Regions from separate parts of the Zea mays genome. Here regions 1 and 2 are each linked to region 3. Evidence: chromatin contacts called from public Hi-C data. All regions are on one chromosome and are shown on one strand. Each heading gives the region's core, a stretch centred on a gene start, on an enhancer-like site or on the middle of the called end of the contact. The rest is flanking DNA. Distances are from core to core; before and after follow the strand shown.

Region 1 (4,333 bases), core at 798-3,297, 190 kb after region 3:
AGGAGGGAAATAAATCACATCCTATATAAATTTATATAGAAGTATATTTATAAATCCACTCCGATCTTTCTCGACCCACTCCCAACAGTTCTGGTCCTGTTTGGCACAGCTTATTTTCAGCTTCTTCACAAATTTAAGCAGAGGTTCTACCAAACAGGCAGCTTCTGCAGCAGCTTATCAGTTCCGCTGCTTCTCAGAATACACTAAAAGCAGCCAACAAACAGAAGCTGCTTTTCACCAGCTTCTCAGATAAGCTGCTTTTTCAACAAGCACCAGCTGTGCCAAACAGGGCCAGAATACAGAACACGAAACACGCTTTATTTGCACGAGAACTTGATCGTCTTTGAGATCGTTTGAAAAACAACCGGACTGTTTATCCGCAACTTTCTGCCATATCTGCCGGTAGCTATAGACGCTGGCAAGTGTATGTATACAGTACACAAACTCCCAAAAAGGCCATGTATGCATCAAAGAGAACACAATGGACGAAATCCGCAAAGGCAATTTTGCAGCACGAGTAACATCACAACTAAGAACAATGGTTGAATACACACTATAGAAGTACAGATCCATTTTTTTTACAGACAGACCAGTACACCAATGCAGTGCACTCGGGGACGCCGGTCACAAAAACGCCGGCGAAGTCCAGGGCCAACAACTGAGCAAAACCTACTTAATACACATGGGCCGGCGGCCTGCAGATTGCCTAAAACCTCATCTGCGGCGGCCAGAGACACTGCCACTACTGAACTACAACAGCACATCTGTCGGCGAAGGGCGACTAGTTGGAGAGCAGCGCGTCCCAGTCGATCTCGTAGGACGGGTACTTGCGGAGCACGAAGCTCTCGTCCTCGTCCCACGGAACCTCGCTGAAATCCAGCTGTCCCATGTCCGCCACCGGCGGCGCCACCACCGGCGTCGGGGAGGACGAGGACATCTCGTCGTCCGACCCGAACCCGGAGCCGGAACCTTCGTCGGAGGAGCTGTTGCTCGGAGACGCCGCTGCCGCTTCCAGAACGGACGCGTTGATTGGCGTCGCCTTGCTCTTGGCCTTGGAATTCTTGGATGACGACGACGCGGCGGCGATGGTGGCGCAGATGGCCTGCAGCTTGGCGTCCACGGCGGGGTCGAGCGGCGCCCTGGACTCCGCGTTGTCGGGGAAGTTGAGCCGCGCCGCGTCCCCGCGGAGGCGGTACGCCGCCTGGTCGTAGGCCAGCGCCGCCTGCTCGGCGGTGTCGAAGGTCCCGAGCCACAGGCGGGTGCGGTTCCGGGGGAGCCGGATCTCGGCCACCCACTTGCCCCAGTGACGCTGCCGCACGCCGCGGTACAGCTTCACAGGCCGCTGCGGCGCCGGCGCCGGCGGCACTGGGACGGCGGGCTTCATGGGCTGCGCCCGCGGGCCCAGCCCCGGGTTCCGCTGCAAGTGGAGCTGGGCCTGGATGAACTGCATCTGCGCCGGGCTCAGGTGGGTCGCCGGGTACTGGGCTGCGGCCGCTGGGAAAGACGGCGCCGGCGGCATGGCCAGAGGGGATGGGGCGTCGTCTTGCATGAAGGACTCCATCGCTCGCATCAGATCCTCGCTGGGCCCGGGGAGATTTATAGCAGCGGCCATCAAATGGTACAAGAATATACTACTCACAACTTTTTTTTCTGGGGATTTTTTTTTTGTAAGGAAGAAGACTAAATCGCCTGGTTCTTAGCTAAAATCAAAGAACTGGCACGACAGATCTTAACTAGACCTACCTATGTCACCAAAAGGGGAAGAAAAGAAAATGAGTAGATCAGATACCAGAAACTAAAAGGCTCCGGAGCTCTGTTCTAGTAGGTAGTAGGATCCAAGGAAAAAGAAGAGAAATCCAACTAGTCTCAAAAAGAGACGAGCGATGCGAAGAGGATAGTGAGAGTTGCAAGGATTATACCTGGAAGACGGAAGAACTCGCTCAGAGCTAGTCCTACCTCGCTCAGACCTCACGGAGACTGTGTGGATTGTGTTTTCTGGCTGCCGTGGAGTGCGGTGCGTTTGTTGAAGGGGATTGTGGTGTTTGGGTTGAGTAGCTCAGTGGGGCACCATGGCTGCTCTTTTATAGGCAGCGATGATCTTTTTCAACCTTATCAACCTGCTCACTAACCACTCTCCTAATCATACTTTTCGCCCGAGGGCTCCAACCCATGAAGCTTCGTCTGTGCCGCTTCCATGCGGGCCCGGGTCCACACGGAGAATCCGCGGCTGCGTCGGGTGGTATCGGCGGGCTCAGTGACAGGTCAGGGAGCCACTCCCGTGGCACCACGTGTGCGTTCGCAGGACACGTGTCCGGGACGCGACCGGAACGTGTCAGTCTGCGGACGCGTGGCGCAGAGCCAGTGGGATCGTTTGGCTGTTCGCTGTAAGAATGGGTTCCAGAGTGCGGCGGTAGGACAGGACAGGAGACCTGCCGGGCGCGTGTTATAGCGAACCCGCACGCAAGTGTGCGGCCTGCGGGCTGCGGCGCAGATAGCAGTGGTGTACTACTGTGGTAGTGGCGTGCACCGCTGATTTGTTTTATTTATCAGTACTGCAGTACTAACAAAGAACCTTTTTGTCTCTTTTTTTATGGATGGATCCGTGCTTTGTTTGTCACATCTTATATGACGCCAATGGTAATGGTACGAATCACGTATAGATACTAGTTGGTTATCCGTGCGTTGTTACGGCTCACAATAATACATATGTAATCTATCAACCAAAAAGATCTCAACACTTTTTATTTATTATCTCCGCTCTTCGCATAATATTTTTTTATTTAACTAACTGATGTTGTTGTTTACTCCATCCAATATGTCTTGGTACAACACGGTCAACGAAGAAAGCGATTAGAAGAGAGTTCACAACGATTGGTTGAACGAACATAGATTATAGAATGACATAATTCGACCATACAAAGACCAAATAAGAGAAAGTTTGTGAGCTCAAGTTTCTAAAATAAGTCACATGAACTCAAACTTATAAAAAATAGATCAAAATATGGAGTGGTTGCTAAAGTCAGGCATCAATAAAAACTAGATGCGCTCCATACAAAATATGGTACTTCGTAGCAATTATTAACATTTAAAACCAACAAATAACCTTTCCTTTTATTGTTAGCGTGACAAATCATTGTTGTTCCATCCAATTCAGCAACCTCAAACACCATGGAGTCCATTGCGTCAATGTGGACTCAGAAACGACCTAATGCATGCAAGGGCCAAGAACACAAGGGACGAGCACCATGTGGTAGTGCCCGCATAGATCTCCAAATCCTAACACATATTTTGCAGGATCCATGAGCCATCATAAGAAGAACACAAAACATATGCAGATAATAAATAAAGTATTAACACACCCAATTTATGTTTAGTCCTTAGCACAACAAAAAACAAACATCCAAAACAACAGAAGAACAACACAATACTTTTTTGCAATGACAAAAGGATGGGTGACAGGTACATACAAGTGATAGAAGCATACCGAGTCGACACCGTGGTAAGTGAAAGGCCATGTAGACAAGCGATGTCGAGCCATCGAACGAGTACTATAGGCATCAAATCAGGGATCCACATCCCTCGCCTCCCCCACTTTGATGGTTTCTTAGAGCAGGAAGAGAAAGGAAGAGGCAGGCATACCTGTTCGTTGTCGGAGAAGGACACGATGAAGACATGTGCATCTAGAGACGACATAGGTAGTACATCGCTAGATACATATAGTGAGAGAGCACGCAAGTGGAGAAAAAAGCCCACCCGGAGCAGCTCCAAACCGAGAGGCACCCGCACCAGGCGTCGGTCCAAGAAGGGTGAGAGAATGCGAGTGCCTTCCCAGCCCTAGACCCGCCGAGGCGACACAACATCACCACCAACTCTGTAGCATATGTCGACTGTTGTCGCGCTACGGGCCTTGGTTGTCCAATATCTCAGACCTGGACTCCTCATCGCTAAGATAACCTAAGCATGACAGGCGCCACCGTGTCCTCCTCGGCGACACACACGGAGAAAGGCCAGGAGCAAGACCGACTCGTCCCATACCCGCGTCGACGAGTGTCGGTCGGCTCGCGGCTGAAAGCTCTCTTGTGAGTTTTGGTGTTTGGATGACAACTCAATTAAAGGACTAACAAGTGTGTGAGTGTTGAACAGGTGCTTAGTGTAAAGCTGACAGGGTTCAACACAAGTGAACAAGTGTGATGGCCCAAGGACTAGATAATGGGCATCACAAGTTAGATGGACATTGCAAAAGTGATACTCGGGTGCGTAGCTCGGAGACAACTGATCAAGCCAAGGACGGAGGCAAGAAGAGCTTCGAGGTACCAAGTGCACGGGAGAAGGT
Region 2 (3,862 bases), core at 1,121-3,620, 140 kb after region 3:
AATGTGTTTTAGGTATTCTTATACATTATAGGAAAATAAGAAATACAAATCGAAAAGGTGTGGAGAAAACCTATGAAAAGTGTTTGAGTAGTTGGAAAGGAAAACACTTGATTAGTAGAGGACGTTTTACACGAATAAACTTAGTGCTTAGTCGCATTCTGATGTATACGATGTCCTACTTCGCCTTGTCAAAGGGTGTTGTAAAGAAGTTGGGTTATTTCTCCTCTAGTTTCTTTTGGCTAGGTGATGAACAAAAAAAAAGAAATGTCATTTAGCTAAGTGGAGTGTTTTATGTTAGCATAAAGACCAAGGTGGCCCTGGAATTCATCATGTAACATTAAAAATACTACCCTACTTAGCAATTAATAGTTGTTTAAACTCCTCAACACATATGGGACTTGATAGAAAATCCTTCGAAATAAATATCTAGGATCTAAACCTCTAGTGCAAGTAGAACCAAAGAGAGGGGACTCCCATTTTTTTGTTCTCTCATGAAAGTCAATCACGATTTTCTTCGCTATAGATCATTTGTGGTTGATGATGGATCACAAATGAGGTTCTGGGAGAAAATGCATTGAGAACGTAACTACACATGCCTTTAGAATATAGCTACACCTAAACTTGTAACTACACGCGAAGTGCTTGCAGTTCTTCCACCATATTTCTCTTGGGGTCCTAAGTATCTTTGGAATAATTACTTACCACGTATTACTAACATACAACTGTCCCAGGAGCTCTAGATGTTTTTTTCTTGGGATTGACATCTAAATGCATAATACTCAGTGAAATCATGTTGCCTAGCATTATTAATACATTTTGATGTCCCTAATTTAATAGAACTTTACAGACACTGAAAGCCCCATTAAAAATCAAAGCCTTCTTTTGGTACTTAAGAAAAAGGAGTTGTACTAATCAAGAATATAATCGTCCTAAGGTCAACTGGTGTGGAGTGTGGTAGTAAAAGATGTGTTGATTTTGTCATGAAGATAAGATAATTAGACACCTATATTTTTTTTCGAATGCCACTTCGCTTGTTCTATTTGATTGATTATTCAAGCGGTCAATGGACTAAGTAAACCTTAAAATGTTTCTCACTTGTTTTGTGGATGGTTAGAAGGATTTAGGGTTTAGGGTTTAGTTTGTGGCTAAATGTGCCACACTTTGCTTAAGATTAGTCGTCCGAATTGAATAACTAACTTTAGTCAGAAAAGTTAGCTAAAGTGTAGGAAATTAGATATCAAACCAAACATGGCTTTAGTAAAAAATGAAAACCGGCCGCTACGTTTGGAGCGGCTGCTATTGCTAGTCACTTAGGCATAGACGCGTAGTAGAGATAGATGATATTAGTTTTAAAAACAAAAAAACACATTCTCCATTTGCGATTATGTATTGGCTATATATATTTGATCTATTCTACAGGATCGGGAGCGTTCAAGTGTCTCCAAAGAAATTAAAGTAAAAAAACGATGTGACTTGTTGAGCTATACATGTATATGTCTATGTCGGAGGCTCTTCAATAATCTGCAAGTGCCATGAGACTCGTTATTGGCATGGCACCAGCAGCCGCTGGACCGATACGATGGAGGTGAAAAGTGGAGAGAGCACGCAAAGCACTCGCTCGGCCCTAGCACGTGTCGTGAGCAGCAAAATGCACAGTGCGAGACGGAGCTCTGCTTCGGCAAGGTACGCTACGTACTAGAAGAGTCGGCAGATCAAACATGCTTGACATAAAGTAGAAGTGGATATATAGGTAGCTAGCCTAGATTGACAGATGATGATGATAAAAAAAAAAGAAGGCTGGTTGGTTGTCGAGTAAAGGAACAGTGTTCCAACTAGATAGATAAAAAGCTGGGTGTACTTTTGCTCAACATCCTCAGGTATACCAAGAAGAGAAAAAGCAGGGGCGATGGATTTGAGTGGCAGAGGGGGAGGAGGGGGCCGGCCACGTGACGAGGATCGGAGTCGGACACCTGAGTCGGAGGGTGGTGGTGGTGGCGGCGGCGGGAGATGGAGATGGAGATGGAATGGATGGTGCTGGCCGCTTTTTATCCGGGAGATAAGAGACGATAGGCAGATAAGGTGCGATGGATTAGTTAGCTAGCAGCAGCAGCTGAAAGCAGGGGGGGCACTGGGCAGCAGTTGGAATGGAGCAGAAAGCCCCGTGGGACTGTAACTGTACCCGCGCCGCGGCGCCGGGGGTAGGGTACTCTAGTACTCTACTACAATTGTTTGCATCAACAACATCCCGATTCGGGGGTACCTCTGCCTCTTACCTGGAAAGGGAGCAAGGGAGCGTCAGCATCGCACTGTCCTGCTCCTGCTCCTACACGGCCGCACCACCCGTCTGCCTCACCGCAGGCAGGCCGGGGCCGGTTGACTCAGAAACGCACGACGGCTCGGTACGCGACAAGACACGAACACGTCATGCACTGTAGCCAGTGCCAGAGGCGGGCGCGGCGTAAATATCGCCGCAACGCTCGACGGCTCCGCTAGTTGCACGCCGCTTTGCTTTTTCTCGGCCGACTCCGACTCCGATCCGACGTACGCGTTGTCGGCCGGGCGCCTCTGCTCGCGCAGTCGCACGTGCGCAATCGGTCTCTTCTTCGCTGCTTTTGAGTCCCGCGCGCGTGCCGCCGGCGCCACGGATCCGCACCGCACCGCCCCGTCTCTTCCACTCTTTCTGCATCCAGCACACCTCCCTCGTCCGTCACACGAAAACGGAATCGTCGGTAGCACCTGAGGCTGAGACTGAGACTGCGATTCTTCCTTCAATCAATCACGGTTGGCCGGTCAGTTCCACAACGGAAGCACTGCAGGACAGCATGCAGTGCAGTGCAGTGCAGTGCAGCAGAATGCATGCAATGCAGCATAACTTCACTGACGGGAGGTTCTTATATATATTCCCATATCATCACCCTGGCCAAACACGTCCGCTGCCCTTCCGATATGGTACGAATACGATCCTCTATCTCTCTCTCTCTTTGTCAATCCCACGTGCACATGCAACCCGCACCTCCTTGTCATTCTGTTCCACTCTCTTGTGTTCTTTGTATCGGAGAATTGAGTAGCTAGAATTCGCCGGACACCGACCAGATCCATCCACACATTAACTGACACCCCTGCAGCATAATATTACTACTATAATCTGTGGAGAAACTTTTTGTTATGTTTCTGTTTCCAGTAGTAAGCATTGTTACAAACGAAAAATATCCTCAGTACATAAAATTATCAGTGAGCAAACTGTCTTAGCTGAGTTATTTGAAGTATAGATTGATTAAGCACCAAATCTAAATAACAAAATAAAAGATATATCAATTGCTTCATAAAAATGAAAATATACTTTAGAGCACAAATACAAACGATCGATGTATCACAATGCAGGCAGAGGGAGTAAGGGATACAACCATATTGCTCATCTCAAGAGAAGAGATATGTTTTAATCATGGTATATTTGAAACGCACCTGTTTACTTCTAGGTTTCATAGTCCTGAAGCATCCGAGGTAAATTATCAAAAACTGATAACTGAACTTATTAAGAGCAGGGCATTATTTAAGAATATTAATATAAAGAAATATAACACCCTAGAATAAGAACAACAAAATCCTGTGGGAAATTACTACACTTCACAAAAAACATAATAGCAAACAGATTAAAAACAGAGATTGTATTGATCATAAAACTAACATAGCTGAACCAACCATAACCAAAGCTCCAACATAAAAACATAACAAACGATCTATCTGAAACAATCATAACCAAGCTCCAACATAAGAACCTTCGTTGCCACAGCGTCATCAAACCCATGTTTCATATGTCATACGAAAAAATTAAAAAATAAATAAAAGGGCATTTGACTGTTCG
Region 3 (4,374 bases), core at 1,764-4,263:
AACACAAGCTGGGCTGGTCGCGAGTATAGAGTGGTCCAACAGGGACATATCATACTGGACCTGTATGAGAAACAGAAATGGGACGGATGTCCTGCTGCAGTCCAATTTGCGGCGCATAAAAAGCTAAACCAAAACAGCATCCTATTGGTGACTTGGTGTAGGCTTCTCTCCTTCAGGGTTGGCTGTTACGTACAGTCCTTGTAGACATTCGTTTCGTTCCACTGGAACTTAATGTACTGTACCAAATGAAACCAGTGAGGTTCCTGTATGCGCTGAGAACGAACGAGCAGAAAAATAGAATTGTACAGAGGAAAGCTGGCTACTTAATTTATAGAGATGATTTCATACATAGGCATCGACAGCAGTTGCTCTCTTGTACTTGTACACAATCAGAATTCAGGATCCAGAGCCAAGGTTCATGGCTGGAGTAGAGTAGGAAGTAATTACTGGAGTGTTACAGCTAGCCGCACGTACATTCTTCACCCTTGCCGCGCAGCAGCCGCCACATGGCTCCCGTAAAAACATAGGGAGGCGCCGTGGACTGGACGCACATGACTGTGCCGTGCACAGCGCAGCGAGCTCTCGTCTCAGCTCAGCTCAGCTCAGCTCAAGTAGGGAGTGGGTGCGTACGGTCTTAATTACTCCCTCGCTCCCGGCTCCCCCGATCCCTCTAATTAATCCATCACCCTTAGTATAACTAACTTATATATTGAGCATATATAGTGTATAATTAATCCCAGCTCGATCGTCATCTGTCGTCGTGGATTGGATCACCACTTGGGGCGGGCCTTGGAGAGGCGCTCCCACTCGACAAGCCGCAGCAGGAACTCCATCACCTGCACACGTCACCAAGAAGAAGATGTCAGCGTCGTAGGAGGCGCAGGGGTGGCGGCGGCGGAGTCGAGACGGGGACACGGGGTATACTTGCCTCGGCGGGCTCCTGCAGCGAGTAGGAGGCGCAGGTGTCCTTGGGGTGCTTGGACACGAGGATGCCCACGCCCTGCCCGCGCTTGCGGAGCACCTTGAAGGCGTCCTCGTCGGTGCGGTCGTCGCCGATGTACACGGGCAGCACGTCGGTGCAGTCGGCGTACCCGAGGGACTCGAGGAGGAACTCCAGGGCCTTGCCCTTGTCCCACTTGATGGTGGGGCGGACCTCGAACACCATCCTGCCCTGCGTCAGCTTCAGCTTCGGGTAGTCCTTGAGCACCGACTTCACCATATCCGCCAACGTGATCCAGCTCTGATTGAGCAAAACAAATCTCTCTCTCAGGTCTCAACACATAAAAATAATAGTAATATGAAGAGAAAAAGGAGGAGGCCCACTAAAGCTACCTTCTCATCGACGCATCTGAAGTGGACAGACACACAGAACTTGTTGTTCTCCACCTTGGCTCCAGGTATGCACTTGGTCTTTTCCACCAGAGAATCGTGCACCTGACAGCACAAACGAAATTGAGCATTGCAGACGCAGAGGAGGAGGAGGACTGGACAGCCATGGGCATGCATGGATTTTGTACCTGCTCTATCATGGGCAGGAACTGGCTGGCCGGCTGAAAGAGAACGCCGCCTCCTTTGGCCTGTGAGCCACACACATAGGACAGACAGAGCGAGATAAGTATCTTGGGGTGGCCGGAGAGGATGCAGGGACAAAGGTTGGAATGGATGGGTACCTTGGTGTGCCGGGACCCTTTGGCGGGGCCCTTGATGTCCATGCCGTGGCTGCCGGCGTAGTACAGCTCTGCCAGCTTCACGAATTCGAACACCTGCGACGACAGCAATCAGTGTTGAGCTTCATTCAGTGGCTGTGATCGACCATCGATAGTCGGTCCATGGCGCGCGCGCGCGCGTACCTTGTCGCGGCACCGCCCGCTCACGATCGCCGTCGGGAAGTGCTTGGCGACGCTCCGCACCGCCCGCCGCATCTGGCCGGGGGGGAAACAAAACGGCGTTGATCAGAGCCAGCCACAGGTGAATGGAGCAGGGAGGGGAGGGCGGGGACAGTACCGTGTCGGACATGTAGGCGGCGTCGGGGTCGTCGACGATGGGGGACAGCGTGCCGTCGTAGTCGAGGAACACGACGATCTGCTTCCCCTTGGACGCCGCTACCAGCTGGTCGAACATGGCCAGCGCCGACGGGTGTTTCACCTGCACGATCGGATTCGGATCCATCATCAGGGGGGACGCGCGACGATATCGGCACGGACAGCGATAATGCAGGGGGCGGACGCGGACGCACCATCCACGCGGCGTACCGCTCCTCTTCGACGCCCGCGGCGAGCGCGGCGGCCGCCTTGGCGTGGGTGGGCGAGGACGCGCGCATGGACTCCACCCAGCCGCCGATGCGCCCGGCGCCGGCGCCCATCTGCAGGCACTTCTTGCGCACGGCGACGCCCGGCGCGGCCCGCGGCGGCGGGTACTGGAACAGCGGCGCCGAGTTGGGCGGTACCGCCACGGCCGCTTCAGGCACCGGCACCACCATGCCCTGCTTCGTCATCGAGAGCTCTGCCTCTTGGTCAGGCAAGCCGCTACGCTACTTGATCTCGATGGAAGGAAATCCTTGGGTGGCAGGCAAGCAACAGCTAGTGGTGGCGAAGCGAGCGACTCTGTCTGTCCTCGGTGCTTGCAGCTGCAGGGCCTGGCCTGGGAGAGCAGAGCAGAGCAGAGCAGAGGTGGGAGAAGGTGCGAGGAGAACCGGAGGAGGAGGGTGTGTGTAGTGTAGAAGACGGGGAGAGGACGGCCGTTATTTATAGTTGGGGTTGGGGGGCGCCAAGCCTCCCTAGAGCACGACGCGAATCTGTAGACGTGGGGCCCGCGGCGGTGCCCGGTGCTGGGCCCCGGATCGGCGTGGGACCCGCCGCCACACCAAGGGACCGGGCCCGGCCGGCCTCTGGATCGCCGAGAGGCCCCGGGCTATGGGCTCTGGCTCCTTGGCACAACGACCACCACCAACCCGGCCTGTGCTCCAGGTCCCACCCCAGGTGGCCCGCACGAAGGAGAAGGAACATCCGTGGGCACTGTGGAGTATATTACCGCGACTGAACATATGTCGCCTTCACCGCCTGTTACGGACCTGCAGTCACGCGCTGAAGGCGATCAACCAGCCAGGGCCCAGGAGTTACCTTCCTCGGCCGCGCGCGCGCACGCTGGTTCAATTCAACGAATCGGGACGGCGGCCGGGGTGTTGCGCAGCTTAGCTTAGCTAGCGGCCGCGCGGGCCATCCGGTGGGCGACACCGCGAGCCCCGGCCCCCGGGGCGCGGACGCGTGTGCGCCGTGCCACCCCGCCCCACGCGGCCCCGCCCCTGCTCTCGTGACGACTGACGACGCCCCCTTCCCCTCCCCTCCCTCGTGGCGGCACTCCTGTGGGCGCGCGGACACGACACCCCGTGGCCGCTTCCGCTGGCACGCACGTCCGATCCCTCACTGCTGCTGGTCTGCCGCGCGCATCGCATGCTACCGATCCGCCACCCCCCCCCCCCCCCCCCCCCCCCCCTTCTTTCGCGTGTCCGCTCTCGCGTCGTGTGCCTGCCCTGCCTGCGTGATTCGATGCAGATCTCTGCAAGCCCGGCCGGCCCTTGTCTCCTAGCCTGTTTTCTTTCGTCCTCCGCGCGCAGGGGCTAGCTGCGCCGACGACCGGACCGGCCGTCCTCGTTGATTTGTTTGGTGCATGCCGCATGCGGCATCTGTGCTGCCCTGCCCGTGCCCGGCATATCGGCCCATGCATGCAGATGCAGTGCAGGCATTCAGAGCACAGACCGCGACAATGCCATCATGCATTGCATTGCTTTGCTTTGCTTTGCCTGCCTCCACGTACACCAACGGCCGGTCCCCGTGCTGCCTAGGGTGCCTCCTAGTACCTAGTAGCTACGGTTAGTAGCTAGGCTAGCAGTACATGCATGTCTTATGGTGACACTTGCAACAGCGACGGCACGACGGGCCGGGATCCTGTCCCTGTGCCGAGAGCCACGCGCTGTACGTACGTGCCACCGAAACGAGGGTGCCGACACCGCTGGTCGTCGGATCTGTCCCTGCAGCTCCTCTGTTCCTGTAGCTGGAGTAGCCTGCGACCAACTATTACCTGTCCATTCACCATTCGCACACAGGCCGTGTCGTGTCGATGCACCGGCAGCCGGGGGCTAACGACGGAATGCGCGCGGAGGGCGTACGTGCATGTGTGTGTGTATGCGACGACGTACGCCCGTGCACTGTCGCCGCCCAGTGACACGCATATAGCAGAGAGGCCGGGAGACCGGCCGACGGTCGATGAACATGGACAACGCAAACGAATGTACGGCTGCTGCTGGCAGGGATGACACGTACGTACGAAAGGCCAAGGCTTGGAGTTTGTATGCGACGGAGCGGTGCCATGCACGCA

The links. Hi-C and Micro-C count contacts between places; a contact is called where the count stands out from the background.
Region 1: a contact with region 3 is called in a Hi-C map of endosperm, with 3 times the contacts expected there. The contact joins the promoter of LOC542569 here to the promoter of LOC100275460 in region 3. A contact is called at or near these places in 2 of 25 Hi-C or Micro-C datasets (bundle sheath and endosperm).
Region 2: a contact with region 3 is called in a Hi-C map of bundle sheath, with 3 times the contacts expected there. The contact joins the enhancer-like site here to the promoter of LOC100275460 in region 3. A contact is called at or near these places in 12 of 25 Hi-C or Micro-C datasets (bundle sheath, ear, endosperm and 5 more) and 1 of 3 datasets of contacts at active chromatin or transcription factors (leaf).

What each region holds. Positions count from the first base shown.
Region 1 is chr1:222,478,838-222,483,170 of Zm-B73-REFERENCE-NAM-5.0, reverse strand. It overlaps LOC542569, which reads right to left and starts at 2,047. Exons shown (of 1, transcript NM_001347867.1): 1 at 484-2,047. The coding sequence starts at 1,612. The coding sequence ends at 782.
Region 2 is chr1:222,530,854-222,534,715 of Zm-B73-REFERENCE-NAM-5.0, reverse strand. No RefSeq gene overlaps it. Among protein-coding and RNA genes, the nearest start is that of LOC542569, 52 kb to the right of the region's middle. Within about 2 kb of position 2,370, at least 18 of the 20 cell types and tissues checked have an H3K27ac peak or open chromatin away from gene starts, as enhancers often do. A contact at or near this core is called in bundle sheath, ear, endosperm and 4 more, where this site is marked.
Region 3 is chr1:222,674,404-222,678,777 of Zm-B73-REFERENCE-NAM-5.0, reverse strand. LOC100275460 reads right to left here and starts at 3,013. Exons shown (of 8, transcript XM_035964242.1): 1 at 2,237-3,013; 2 at 2,005-2,145; 3 at 1,851-1,922; 4 at 1,671-1,763; 5 at 1,518-1,577; 6 at 1,333-1,434; 7 at 929-1,240; 8 at 301-836. The coding sequence starts at 2,494. The coding sequence ends at 771.